Linked DNA regions of Sus scrofa: region 2 is linked to region 1. A link is a contact called in public HiChIP or PLAC-seq data. All regions are on one chromosome and are shown on one strand. Each heading gives the region's core, a stretch centred on a gene start, on an enhancer-like site or on the middle of the called end of the contact. The rest is flanking DNA. Distances are from core to core; before and after follow the strand shown.

Region 1 (7,390 bases), core at 3,472-5,971:
GACGGGTGAGTGGGGCCTCTTGGGCAGGGTCACTGCCCGCAGTTACCGCCAGCAGGCCTGGCCTAGCCCCCACCCCTTCCTCCTCCTTCTCCTCCTCTGTTTCCCCAAAGTACAGACGGCCTTGAGCAAGGGCCTGGGGGACCTGGGAAATGTGGGGAAGCCACCCAGCCAATATCTGGTCCCAACCGAGCAGGCCTGGGCTTGGGCTGTTATACGGAGGGTCCCAAACAACCTTGATAACTGTAGTGATAATGGCTTCATTTATTCAGTACTTGTGACACAGGCAGCATCTTATTGAAATGCAAACATATATATAAGCACCTACTATGACTTGCATGTGCCGTTCTAAGTCTTTTATATCTAGTGTCCCATTGAATCCCCACAAAAACCGCGTGAGGTTGTTCTGTTTTTTTAAATGATCCCTTTCTTCACATGAGGAAACTGAGGCTCTGAGAGGTGGAGGAACGTGCTCACAGTCATGTAGCTCAGCCACATCCCACTGAAGGACCTTGTCTGTATCCTGGGGCCAGCACTGTTCTGGAAGTTGGGGAGCCCAGAAGGGAGGTGCAGTTGGCCGCTCTCCACCCCAGGAGCTCATGGCATGTGGGTGGCCTCTGTGGGACTCAGTTTTCCCACCTGTGCCAGCTCTGGTTTCTCAGGCTTATGTTTGTGGGTCAGAGAGTCTGGGGCAGTGCCAGGGTCGGCAGCGTGGAGGGGAGAGAGGATAGAGGACACTTCTGGGATGGTCACAGTCCCGGGTACTCACAGTGCCCGCCTGGGAGGTCATACCTGTGGCCGCTGTCCTGAGTCTCTCTGCCCGAGGGCTTCCTCTGGCTGCAGGAGAGTGAGAGCCTCTCCAGCAGAGGGGGAACTGATGTGTAAAAACCCAGCTTCCTCACCCTGGGGTGGGGCAACACTAAGGCAGCTCTGCCCCTTCTCCCCCAGGTTCCTGGGGGCTGAGCCCACAGCGGCAACCTACTCACCCCCTTCCTTGCCTCACTTCCTCACTCCCTAGTGATGTTTCTGGGATCGTCTCCTAAATAAATGGCCTGCACCCAAACCCTTGTGTTGGGCCGACTTCACCCTCCTAAGCCAGCAGCTGTACCGGTCTGAGGTTAAGAAGTCTGGAATCAGACAGGCCTAGGTTTGAATCCTGGCACTGCCACTGACCTTGCCTGTGACCTTGAGAACCTTCCCCCTCTCTCGGAACTTCAGTTCCTTCATCTATGAAACAGGAACTAAGGACCAGAGAACCAAATGATGACAAGAGGGATGGGGGAGTGTGAAATGATGAGGACCAGCCGCGGGGCCCACAGGTGATGCTGGGTACCATCTCTGAAGGCTTCTAGGTGGGATGAATAGGAGCTGGGTGGTGGTGTAGACAGGGCAAGAGGGAAAAGGAAACAGCCTGGACAGAGGTGTGGAGGAAGAGCTGGCTGAGAGTCCTCTTCAGCCCTGTTTGGCTGGCAGGGAGGTAGATGGGTGGGAAGGACAGACAATTCTGCTGCCTCTGGGGATTCCAGGGAGCCAGGGGGATGCTTAGAGTACAGCAAAGAAGAATGAGTTCCTTCACTGGGGGTGAGAGGTTGGGGGGGGGGGTCCAAGGGAGCTGTATCTGCAGGGCTTTCGCCAGGGAGATAGCATCTCGTTCCTGGGGTCCCAGATGCTAGGGCCACCTGTCCGTGGGGTCTCTTCACTGATTCTGTGCTTGAGGGGTATAGGGGACGAAGTGTTTCTTGCACCATGGGTTGGGCCTTGTGCCCAGGAGGGAACCCCTGCCCTCACCACAAATGTGGGGTCTTCCTTGCTGCAGTGATTAATGGTGACTGCGGCTCCCTGGCTCCCCAGGCTCCAGACCTGGGTTTCCTTCTCCTGCCCCATGACTAGTCTACACGAGCTGTCAGATCTGCAGGGGGCCACCTCCACTACCCCACCCTGGTCCAGCACCACCTTCTTCCGAGAGACCTTTGCGGTTACCTCTTTGTTGGACTTCCTGCCTCTGTTCTTGCCTCCTAAGGCAGAGAGAGTCCCTTAGAACTCAAGACAGAGCCTATCCCTCCTCTGCTCAGAACCCTCCATGGCTCCCACTGCTCTCAGAGGAGATGCCAAAGTTCTTACAGCAGCCACAAGGCTCTGGGGGATCACCCCTCACCACTGCCACTTCCAAGACCTCTCTAACCTCACTCCCTCTTCTACCCTGGCTCACTCGCTCTCCCCCATTTTCTGCTCAGCTGTAGCCACACTGACCTCCCTGTGCCACAAACACACTAACACAAAACTCCTAATTGTGCTGCCTCAGGGCCTTTGCACTTGCTCTTCCCTCTGGAATAGAGAGCCCTCTTCCTTCAGCTCTCCCTGCGGCTCTTCTCACAGTCATCCCTTAGAGAGGCCCTCCCCGGCTAGCCCCTCATTTCTGTCACCTCATGCTGTTTCATTTTCTCCCTAGGACTTAGGGCTTATTCTGGAAGACTACCCAGCTTGTTTATTCCATTTCTTGTCTGTCTTCTTCCACTGGCATGTCACCATCATTTGGGGGGAGTCATGTCTGTATTGTTCATTGCTATACTCAGCTTTCAGCCCATGGCCTGTACAGAGCAGGTGCCCAATAAACACTTGTAAATGAATGAATGAATGAATGGTTCTTTGACAGATGAGACAGCTCAGTTCCAGAAAAGCCCCAGGGGACTCACAGTCTACTGTTCTTTCTCCTAACTCACCTTGGTCTCTGGAGCAATGAGTTGCCAGTATAGCCACAAAGAAGACATGCCAAGTTTGGGGTCCTGGGTGCAAAACCCAGTTTCTGCATGTGTTGTCTTATGCTGTGGGGCTGTAAGCAAGTCAGCTTCCTTCTTGCAAGATGTGTCACTTGGAGGTATCAGAAACAAAGGATTGAGGTGCCGATGGGATGGGATAGTGTGTGTAAGGACTTGGCCCATAATAGGTGCTCAGTAAATAGGAGTGGGGTTGGCTGTGGGGGAGGCTCTGGTTTGCAGTCCCTTCCCCCTCTGCTCCAGGGCCTGTAATTACCACTCACCCTGGTCAGTGGGCTTGAGAGATTCCATGTGTGGGCAGGGCTGTGGCCAGGGTACTCGCCTGGCCTCCTGGCGGGTCCCACGGGCACTGTCCGGCCCAGGCCTCGTGGCTGACATTCCAGGCACATTTCCCAGCCCTAAGGCTGCCACAGGCCAGCACAGACGGGGGTGGGGGTCGTAGGCTTCAGGCTGGACAAAGCAGTCGGTGTCCCAGGCTGGGCCTTCTGTCTGCCAACTTCCTGCTGGGCCTCCTGTGGCCCAGACTGGCCTCCAAGTCCTTCTTTCTGCCCCCATCACCTCTCATCCACACTGGCCCAGAAGCTTCCAGCCCAGCCCTCTAGAAATTGCCTCTATACTCAGCCATGGGCTCCTGTAAAACTGTGGATGTGCCCGCTTGCTCCACTGCTGAGCAGATCCCCAGTGCTCTGCCAGTCAACCTTAAGTCCTTCCCTTGGCTCACAAGGCCCTGTATCAGAGGGCCCTCCTCGCCTTCCCCTCCTCCTCATTCACTCTTCCAGTCATATTGGTCTCCCTGTGTCTCTGAAATGACCCAAGCTCATGCTGCCTCAGGACCTTTGCACTGGCTGTCCCTCTGTCTGGAACACTCTTCTCCCGAGTGTCCACAGGGTCTCTCCCCTTCCTACCTAGTATTCCATGTCCTCTTCCATGCTTTATGTTCCTCTGGGGTGCTCATCACCTTCTGACATGCTGTAGATTTTACTTGTCCATAAGTACAAGGATTTTTCTATGTTTTGTTCTCTGGTATATCTCCAGTGCCTAGCACAGTGCTTGGAACATAATAGGTGCTTGATAAACGGTTTTGTTTTTTTTTTGTCTTTTTTTTTTTTTTTGTCTTTTCTAGGGCTGCACCCGCGGCATATGAAGATTCCCAGGTAGGGGTCTAATTGGAGCTGTAGCCCCTGGCCTACACCACAGCCACAGCAATGCCAGATCCTTAACCCACTGAGCGAGGCCAGGGATCAAACCTGCAACCTCCTGATTCCTAGTCAGATTTGTTAACCACTGAGCCACCACGGGAACTCCATTTTTTTTTTTTTTTTTGATAAACATTTGTTGAATGACAGAGTCCCCATTGTGGCTCAGCAGATGTGAACCTGACTAGCATCCATGAGGACACAGGTTTGATCCCTGGCCTTGCTCAGTGGGTTAAGGATCCACTGTTGCCGTGAGCTGTGGTGTAGATCACAGACGTGGCTCGGATCTGGTCTTGCCATGGCTATGGGGCCAGCAGCTACAGCTCTGATTCAACCCCTAGCTGGAAACCTCCATATGCTGCAGGGGTGGCCCTAAAAAGCAAAAAAAAAAAATTAAAAAAATAATAAAACAACATTTGTTGAATGACTGAATGAACAACTCTATGAGTTGTTGGCAGATAAGGACACTAAGGTCCCTGGGGGTAGGTGACCAACCCAAGTCCACATGGCTAGTCCGGGATTAAGCCAGGAGAGGAGTCCAGGCACATCCTGGAGCTGGCATCTTGGAAGCTGCTTCAGGAGAATAACAACCAGGACCTAGACCCTAGCGGTGGATCCTGATGATTCTGCTGCCCTGCCAGCCCCAGGCCGGGCAGTACTTGGGCTGGTCCAGGAGTCCCGGCTTGTCTGCCCAGGCATTCCAGGCTCCAGCCCAGGCTCTGAGCTTTCTATTTTGAGCCTCCTAGTCCCAAGGACTCTGTGTTCCCAGCAGGCGGCGCGGGCCAGAGGCTGAGCCTGGGTGTGGCTGTCATCCTATCTGGGGCCTTGTGGTGGCGGGAGCTGGAGCTGGAGCCCCGCCAGGGAACCCCAAGGACCCAATTCCTGGGTCTTTAACCTTCTGGTGGCTGAGGCCTCTGATGCAAGTCTTATTCTCTGTCTGACTGGGCCCTGTTCAAGACCCTGCCATGGGATCTTGCAGGGGAGGCATTAGCTTATCCCACGGTGGATCAAACCCCTCTGATTGTCCCCAGGATTTCAGGGCCCATTAGAGTTCTGGCGCTGCCCCTTTACAGATGCGCGACCTTGAGCAAGTCGCGTCACCTCTCTGAGCCTATTTCCTTATCTGAAAAATGGGACAATAAGAGTACCTATTTCCTGGGATTGCTGAGGATACTCAGTGTGACAAAATCAATGAAAGTGCCTTGCACTCAGGAAGAACACAACAGGTAACCTCCCCCCCCGGGCTGGTGGGGGGAATTTTTTTCCTTGTGTACTCCAAGTTATTTCTCCCCCTGCCCTCCTCACCACCTGGTACATTTGTATTAATTTGCTTGTTGGTTGCCTGTCTGCCTCCTCGTTTACAATATCAGCTGTACCGGGGCAGGGACTTTTGTTTGCCTTCTTCATGACTGTGTGCCCTGTACCTTACACAGCACCTGCCAAACAGTAGGTGCTCAATAAATGTTTTTTGAAAGAATGAATGAATAAATAAATAATGACCCCCTTGGGGAACACAGACCCTGAGGTCAGACAGTGTGTCCTCACCCCCGCCCCCGTCCCTGGCCCAGGGAGTGGGGCACTTAGGGTCCTTATGTGCTTGTTGGTACCAGGTGACCCTGCTTAATCTGATCCAGCAGCCAGCGAGGCTGTCCTAAGTCAGCATCATCTTCATTTCACAGATGGGAAGAATGAGGCTCAGAGAAGGGGAGCCCTTGTCTAATATCACACAGTGGTCAGTTCCTGAGCCAAGATTCCAACCCAGAACTGCATGGGGGATGGATAATTTTTTCCCTGGAAGGAGTCAGTGGTGATAGAGAGCATGTTGGGGCTGGGAAGGAGTCCCAGGGAGGGAGAGAGGATGGGAGATGTGTTATTCCTCTCCAGATCCATCTCTCTTCGTGTCTGTTTCTCTTTTGTCTCCCTGGGCCCTTCTGTCTCTTTGTCTTATCTCTCTCTGCCTCTCTGCCCCCCCCACCTCTCTCTCTCGTCTCTTGCATATTTGACCCACTGTCCAGGAGGGGGTGCAGGCGGCAAACCCCTGGCTTGGGGAGGATTGAGCTGAGGATCTAGAGCCAGACCCCGCTCCAGGTCCAATGTGAGCTCCAGGGTCTTGGTCTCAGTCTCCAAATTTCAGAGTATAAAGAGCCCCAGGCTCAGTTTCAGAAATCCCAGCTTTGTCATATCCCAGCTCCACAGCCTTGGTCACTTAGCCTCAGTTTCTGTAAAATGGGACCATAGACAGACCTATCTCATAGGGTTTTATAAGGAGGAATGATGTGAGGGCCATTTCTGGCTTCCTGAAACCCCAAGTAACAAGGGATGCATTCAGCAAATAGCTAATTGCAATGCTTTCTTTTTAGGAGGCGAAGAAAGTGAGACTCAGACTCATTTCACTCTTTCATCAAATATTATTGAGCATTTACTATGCGCCACGTCTCTAATTTGCATTCATTATCCCCAGGGTTGACAAACCATAGCCCTCAGGTCAAATCTGTCCCACAACTTGGTTTTGTAAATAAAGTTTTATTGGCACATGGCATGGCCATTCATTTACTTATCATCTGTTACTGCTTTCACCCTACAACTACATGTTGAGTGGCTATGAGAGAGACCATACTACCCCCAAAGGTGAAAATATTTACTACCTGTTTTTTCACAGAAAAAGTTTGCCAATCCCTGGATTAACCCATCACACCCCTGAGAGGAAAAAGGGATTGTAACTTTGATTTTACAAATTAGAAACTAAAGTCTTTGCCAGTGACTCTCACAAGGCTGGGTCTTGATAAACAGTATCTGGGTCTTATTCCTCCTCCCTGCCCCTTAGGGACCCTCCCAACTCTCGTTCCCATCTTGCATGGCTGCCAAGTGGACAAGCCAATCCCTACAGTGGAAAGAATACTGTTTGAGGGTCAGATAGATCTGAGTTTGAATCTTGTCTCACACCCTGCTGCGACCCTCAACTTTCTTTCAGACTCCATCCAGGTTATGGGCGGGGGGAGGAATTTTTGCAAATCACAGCCATTGGCCAGATGGCTATTATGGCTGCAGTGAGTGGTGGAGCCTGAGGCATCAGAGGAAGAGCACTTACAGGCTAAGGAGAGGCTTTCTAGAGTTCCACATAAGTGGTGAGGGGATCTCACGGTCCCCTAAGCCTGCCCTGAAATCTTCGTCTCTCTACCTGGCTTGAGGCCTCAATCTGCTTCTTGACTGTAGCTCCCTCCTTCATCTCTCTCAAGCTCCTTTTCCAGCCTCCCTCCTGCTGAAGTTGGGGAGCTCCAGGTTTTCCCTCAGCCTTTTTCCAGGGGACCCCAAATCACTAAGATGCAATCCTTCCCACCGCCTGGAGGAGGTAACTCAGGAGCCTCTGGCTTCCCCATCTCAGTGCCCTGCCCTGCGTCGTCGTGATCAGGGGCTGCTGAGAAA
Region 2 (7,390 bases), core at 2,636-5,135, 130 kb after region 1:
ACTGAGCCACAAAGGGAACTCCCGCAGTTGGATTCTTAACCCACTATGCCATAGCAAGAACTCTTGGCATCACTTTTTTATTTCTTCTCCACCTATGATGAAAGAATAGCAGACAGAAAAAAGATGACAAGGATATCATTTCTGTTTGTCTTAGCCTTGTAGTTTACCCAGTTTTGCAGGGACTGAGTTAGAGTTGGAAACTCATGCCTATTAGAACACAAGCCCTGTCTTCACTCCACAACCAGAGGCCAGCAAGTCAGCCTGGATGTTATTATCCAGGTGTAGGTGCATCTCCCTGACCACTGACCACATCCCTGGAGAGGAGGACCTGTCTGCCTTACCCAGACAGTGTAGTACTGCCAGTACCCAGACAGGCCTCAGCACACAGTAGGTGCTGAATAGACAAATCTTGAATGAATGGATGAATAACAAGAGTCAGTTTTCACGCTTAGGAAGGAAACTTGGAAGCCTGAAAGTAACATGTATTGATTCTACCAATATCGAATGCCTATGATGCTCCAGGCCCTGTTTTAGGTTCTAGGGTTTCTGTAGGCTAGATAACAAACCACATTCCTGCCCTCAGAGTTGGGGGGGGGGTGGACAATAAATAAGAAAACCATAAAATATTAATATAACATAATGTGATATAATATGATACCAGGTAAGTGTTTTAGGAAGAAATGTAAAACTGGGTAAGTGACTTAGAGATGCTTATTTAGAAAAATGGCCGAAGAAGTCCTGTCTGAGAAGGGGACGACTGAGCGGAGATCTGGACTAGGTAAGCTGAGCAAATATCCAGGAGAAGTGTATTTCAGGCAGAGGAAAGAGCCAGTGCAAAGGCCCTTAGGTAGGAATGAGCTTGGCATGTGCTATTTGCAACGAGGCAGCCAGGGAGGCAAGGGTTACACCAAGTTACCCAACTTCAGCAAATCTACAGAACACTGAACTGGCAACTGGCAGAAACAGTGGGATGGGGATGGGCTGAGTGCTTCACTCTCAAGCTTCTCTGGAAAAACATGATGTCAGGGACAGACAGTAAATCCTGACGCGTCCCCCAAAACAATGGGCCCGTGAAACAAGCGAAGTGTCAGACTGAAAGTAAATGGCCAAAGGGCTGGGGCACGGGTGGCTCATATGGAATTTGTTAACAGATCTGTGTTTGAAAAAGAATTTCCCAGTTAGGGGCAGAAGCTTCTGGCCAGCATCAAAAAGATGTTTGTTGTGGTGCCTCCGTGCAGACATGAAAAATGAAGATTTGCAGCCTAACTAGAGATGTGGAAAGATGTACCCGATATGTGGAGTGAAAAAAAGAGGTCACAGGATAGTGTAATATATTGTAAAATTCCTTTAGGGAATTCTCCCATTCATTCATTCTTTCGGAAAATATTCATTGTAAGCCTACTGTGTGTTGGCACTCTGCTGGGTGTGGGGGACACAGTTGTGACCCTCCCTATCTCTTGAAACTCACTGCACAGTGGAGAAGGCAGCTAATGATCAGATTATCTGATCAGCAAATATAAATACATCGTCATACGCTTCGGTCGGGGCTAAGGAGAAAAGACCCCTAGGACTGCAAGGTGCGCACAGACATCAGGTGATGGAAAAGCCTGTGGGGATGTGCTCTAAAATGCTAAAGGGGCCGTGAGATCTCGGGTGATTCTGCCTTTCTTATCTCCCCCTTTCTTTCTTTCTCTTTTTCTTTTTAGGGCTGCACCCGTGGCATATGGAGGTTCCCAAGCTAGAGGCTGAATCAGAGCTGCAGCTTCCGGCCTACACCACAGCCACAGCAACACAGGATCTGAGCTGCATCTGGAACCTACACCACAGCTCGCAGCAATGCTGGATCCTTAACCCACTGAGTGAGGCCAGGGATCTAACCCACATCCTCAAGGATCCTAGTCAGGTTCATTAACCGCTGAGCCACGACGGGAACTCCTTTTCCCCTTTCTTTTGATTGTATATTCTAATTGTTTTAACAATGTCATATTTTATAATTGAGCGAACTGAAAAACACCAACAAAACCAAAATGAATAGAGGGGTTAGAGACTATGTGTCCTAAAAGGATTTAACCGCAGGAAAAGAAGGAAGGACAGACGTGTGAGAAACTGCTCACTGTGTTGGCTTCTAAGAAAGGGAGACAGAGGCTGCCATCAGAGAGAGTCTGGCAGTTCACTGGATACCCTTCAAACCATTTCAATATACATGCATTAAAAAAAAAACCCAATAATAATGAAATAAACAAAGATTTTTTTTTAATGAAACTTCAAGTCAGGTTTTATTTCATGAAAGATCAAAAAGCAGGCATCTCCGCCCAAAGAAGTTAACTGAGCCAAATTTCCACAAAAATCTTTGAGTGTTTCTCTCTGGGTGACCTTCTTGTTTTCTTCTGCACTTTTCTGTGTCTCTTGTATTTAAAATTAAAAGAATAGAAAAGGCAAGAAAAAAAGACTATTTTGCCTTGTAAGCATTGTTTTGCTTAAGTCCCACAACAACTCTCTAACACTTAAATGTTTATTATCCCCATTTGACAGATGAGGAAACTGAGGTTCAGCTGGTGAAACCACTGGCCAGGGGTCACACAGCTGGATTTAACCCAGTTTTATCCAACCCCAAAGTCTGTTTTAAACCTGGATTCTCAGGTGCCCTTCAAAATGTCCTTCAAGGAAATTGCATTGCTTTTGAAAATCAGAAGGGGAGAAAACCAAACAAACCAAACAAGAAATATTACATTTTTTTCACCACTTATTCAAGCTGTGATGGGGCCTGAGACCAACTGGGCTTGGGCAGGGTTTCTCAGCAGGGGCACTGTTTGTTCTTTGGGTGGGGTGTTCCTTCATCGTGCCTGGCCATCCCCCACATGGCACGTCCCTACCCTCTCAGCACCAGCTGTGGCCCCCAGTCATGTGTCACCCAGGCCAAGGCTTCCCCTGTTGAGGACTTCTGGATGGGACCCTATGATGACAGTGAGTTCTTGCTGTGGGCCAAGCACCTCTCCCACACTGCAAGCCCCCTATCAAGTTGAGTCTCTCCCTGCACACCTGAGAGATAGGTGCCTTAATGGCCCCATTTTTCACAGATGAGGCTCAGAGAGGCTGGGTGAACTGTCCAAGGTGACACAGTCAGGACTCGGACCCAGGTCTTGTCCCCACACCATACAGTCTCCTCTTGGGGACCAGGCAGGCAGGTCCAGGAATATGACCCTCGGGTTGGGGTGATGGGGAGGGAGGGCCGGTGATCTGCAGTTCCAGGTTTCCAGGCCAGGCGGCCACCAAGCGCCACTGTCCACTCTCCGTCCGGCCAGCTGGGGCCAGGCTGGGCAAACTGAAGCCCCAGGCTGTGGGGCTGGGCGACCGGGAAAGTGTGCACTCCCTCCGCCTGCCCGGCAGCGGCCGCGGGTGGCCGTCCGCCAGGCCCCGCCTGACGTCAGGGTCTGACCAGGGACATAATGTGCTGGCGTCGGGACAAGGGCTGGAGGGAGACAGGGCCTGGAGGCGGGGCAGTCAGAGGGAGCAGGCGAAGTGGGGGAGAAAAGGAAAGAGAGAGAGGCAGACAGACAGACAGACAGAGGGCCAAACCTAGAGATGCAGAGAGGTGAAGAAGAGAAATAGAGAACCAGAAAGAAAGAAAGTGAGGGAGAGGGTGAGAGACACAGAGCAAAAAGGGGAAATTGAGGTGGAAAATGAGAGACTTGGAGATACAGACAAACATCAATAGAAAGTTGTTCAGAGAGAGTGGGGGGGGAGGGGGGAGAGAACAGAGGAGGAGGTGAGAGGCGGTGGGCCGGTGGGGTTAAGTGCAAGCTGGGGAGCCTCCAGGCCTGGGCTGGGATGTGGCTTCGCACCTGCCCACCCGACCCCCCCGCCTCCCGTGTGACTCAGCGCCTCTGATTCCTTTCCTGAGCAATGGGGCTCATAGTCACAGGCCTCGCTCCTGTGGGGAGGGGACAGAGCAAGGCTAAGGACAGTGGGAGTCCATCCACAGGAAGTGCTCTGGCAGAGCTCTGCAGGCAGTAAGTGCTCACTAAACTGCAGTGACAGTAAGAGGGGGTGGGGAGGGGAGGAAAGAGAGAAAGGGCGAGGTGAGGGCTGACCCTTGAAAAACAGCCCTCATTCCACGGCACCCCCTTCTCGGCTGCCCCTGAGCACCCCCTCTTCCATCCCTTGTATGACTCGGACACAAGGCCACTGGCACAGACCTTGGCCTGGCCTTGCCTGTCTCGGGGCCCAACCCCCTGTTTATGGGCTCAAGAAGGCCATGATCCCAGGGCCATCACGTCACCAAAGCCAAACAAGGCCAGGCCCTGCTCACTGCTGGCCTTCCAGCCTTGCTACCCCTTATCCAGCTTAATTATTAAAGAGCCCAGTGGGGCTGAGGGTCTGAGCCAGCTGCCCTCCCAGGTGTGGGCAGTTGTGACTGCATGTCCCTCAGCAATGCGGGGCCACACACTCTGGAGACCCCAGGTTACTCCTGCAAAGTGCCCTTTCCCTTGCTCCCCCTTTTCCCGGGAGCCTCCATCATCCTCCTCTTCATCCTCAGAGTGCCCATTTATTGAGCACTTACTGTGGACGAGACATGCTCCTTAATCCCCCTGACAGTCCCAAGACGGTGAGCTCTATTATTCCATTCTACAGGTGAAGAAACAGAGGCTCAGAGAGCTAGAGTCACTTGCCCAAGGCCAACTGCTAACTCGTTAAGTGGCAGAGCCAGGATTCCAACCCAGCCACCCTCTTGACCAGATAGCAGCTCCCGTTTCCTGAGAAGCTGCTGAGTGCCAGGCTCCGTGCCAGGTGCTTTACCCACATCATCTCTTTCAACCCCCAAGGTGGTAACTCTGAGGCAGCAGTTCTCAGCCAGGGGCCATTTTTGCCCCCCCCCCCCCACGGAGATTTAGGCTACATCCGGGGACATTCTGTGCTGTTACAACGGGGAAGATGTTCCTGGCATCTACTGGGTGGAGGCCAGTGATGCTGCTCAGTTCCCCTCGATGCATAGGACATCCCCGAGAATGCACAGCTGAGAATTATCCGGCACCCGATGTCAAGAGCACAGCAGCTGAGAATCCTGCTGAGGTGTGGTCTGTTGTGATCTCCGTTCTGCAGATGTAGAAACCGAGGCATAGAGTGTCACTGCAGCCCCTACCCGCTGACCCTGCTCTTCCCCATAAGACCCCACTGCCACTCCCCATGGCTCCTGCCCTTGGAGACCCCTGCCTCTGTTCCAGGCTCTCTCTGTAAGTCCTTGTTTGCCTAGTAAGAGCCATGCCTCACCCCTTTTTTACATATGAAGGCAGTGTTTTAATCACTGACTGAGGAAATAGTCATCCTGACCCCAGGATGGTCAGAACGCCTTTAAATGAACTTGTATTTTATTCACAGCGGCACTGAAGGACATTGGAAATTGGCCACACAGGGATTCAGGAGCAAAGATTGTCTGAGCACCTGCTAGACCTTGTCCTTGGTGCAGGAGATAACAGCAGAGAACCAGGGAGACCAGCCTCTACTGGGTCTTTAGGAGCTAATACTCTAGTGGAGGCAGTAGATAGTCAACAAGAAAGCAAATAAATAGTCAAGATAACTTCAGACGGTGTTCAGACTGTGAGGAGAAGGAAGGGCTGTTGTAAGGAGAGGGGTGTCCAAGAGGGCCTTTCTGAGGAGGTGAGGCCTGCAGGATGACGAGGACCTAGCCCTGGGAGGAAGCAGGGTGAAAGGTTCTGGGTGGGGGGAATCGCATGTGCAAAGGCCCGGAGGCAGGAGCATGCTTGGAGTGTTGAGGCACAGCAAGGAGGCCTGTGGCTGGAGAGGAGGTGAGAGAAGTAACAAGCACACAGATGTGCAGGACTGTGTGGCCACTGTAAAGGGCTTTGCATGGGCTCTGAGGGACCTGGGGAATATGGGACACTTTTAAGCAGAAGAGGTACAGGACCTGACTTAGGTTCTAATAAGATCCCTCTGGATTCTGTGATCTGCTGAATAATGCCCCCCTTCCAGCGATGTCCACATCTTAACCCCCTAAACCTTTGAATGTTACTTTATATATGGCAGAAGGAACTTTGCCGCTGTGATTTAGTTAACGATTTTGAGGTGGGAAGATGATCCTGGATTATCTGAGTGGGCTCAGTGTGATCCCAGGAGTCCTTCCTTAAAAGATGGAGGCAGAAGGAAGTTTGACTATGGAAGAGGAGAAGGCAGAGAGATCGATAGAAACAGACTGAAAGGATGCACCTTGGGGGAAGGGGCCACAAGCCAAGGGATGCAGGGAACCACCAGAAGTTGAAAAGGCAAGGAAACCGCTTCTCCCCAGGGGCCTCCAACAGAAACCACCCTGCCAACACCTTAACTTCAGCCCAGAGACTGGTTTTAGACTTCTGACCTCCAGAACTGTAAGTTAGTAAATTCATGTTGTTTTAAGCCACTAAGTTTGTGCTAATTTGCTACAGCAGCCATGGGAACCTGATGCAGATGCTGTGGGGAAGACAGATTGTAGGAGAGTGAGTGGGGAGCAGGGGGCCCAGGGAGGGGCTACTGCGATTGTCCAGGCAGGAAACGAGGGTGGGCAGAGAGAAGTGGGTGGATTCCAGAGCACTTTAGGAGTCCCAACAGGCAGCTTCGCTGACGGACTGGACGTCCTGGGGGGAGGGCGGAGGAGAGTCAGTGTCTCTGGCTCACTCAGTCATCCCTGGGCTGGTGCCCGGGACACAGAGCTGGCCACCACGCAGTTCCTGCTCGGAGGAAGAATTCAGTTGGGGGAGGCCTGGGAACGGTTACAGGGTAGCAGGAGGGACCAGGCTTCACTGCCTTAGAACCTCATGTCTCACACCATTCAGGTCTCTGCCCCGATGTCACCTCCTCAGGGAAGCCTCCCTGGCCATCCTATCTCAGAGACCCCCCCACCATCTCTTTGTCCCCCTACTTTAGTTTACTCCATGAGTCTTAATGTCACGCTATGTGCTACATGTTTGTTCCTCTGCTGTCTGGCTCCCTCCCCGACTCAGTCAACAGCCCCATGAGAAGGACTTTGCCTGACTTGTTTGCCACCAAATCTCCAGCATCTGGAAGTGGCCGGCCCGCGAGGTGCTCGGCACATGTGCGTTGAACGAACGAATGAATACCCACTTTCCAACGAAGACACTAAGGAAAGCCAGAATGAGGGAAGCGACTCACTCAGGGTCACATGGTTGCTAAGAATGGGACCAGAATCTGAACCCAGAACTGATTCCAAAGTTTGCACTAAGTAGCCTACCTCCTCTTCAGGATACCACCTGTGCTCCAGAAATTTCCACTTTGTGGGATGTAGTGCTCCATCTTTTTTGAGGAGTCAACATCTCAGGGAATCTTCAGGGCACCTGACCTCCCTGGGCAAGAGCCTTACTTATGAAAGTGAGGCTCAGAG

What was found. HiChIP or PLAC-seq counts read pairs in DNA pulled down with a chosen protein or histone mark.
Region 2: a contact with region 1 is called in an H3K27ac HiChIP or PLAC-seq map of skeletal muscle. The contact joins two enhancer-like sites. A contact is called at or near these places in 2 of 2 datasets of contacts at active chromatin or transcription factors (alveolar macrophages and skeletal muscle).

The regions. Positions count from the first base shown.
Region 1 is chr17:51,803,905-51,811,294 of Sscrofa11.1, forward strand. All of the region lies in intron 1 of LOC110257431 (a long non-coding RNA gene), which reads left to right. LOC110257356 (a long non-coding RNA gene) reads right to left here and starts at 1,559. Exons shown (of 3, transcript XR_002339850.1): 1 at 790-1,559. Within about 2 kb of position 4,722, at least 13 of the 83 cell types and tissues checked have an H3K27ac peak or open chromatin away from gene starts, as enhancers often do. A contact at or near this core is called in skeletal muscle, where this site is marked.
Region 2 is chr17:51,935,591-51,942,980 of Sscrofa11.1, forward strand. No RefSeq gene overlaps it. Among named protein-coding and RNA genes, the nearest start is that of PTPN1, 78 kb to the right of the region's middle. Within about 2 kb of position 3,886, at least 31 of the 83 cell types and tissues checked have an H3K27ac peak or open chromatin away from gene starts, as enhancers often do. A contact at or near this core is called in skeletal muscle, where this site is marked.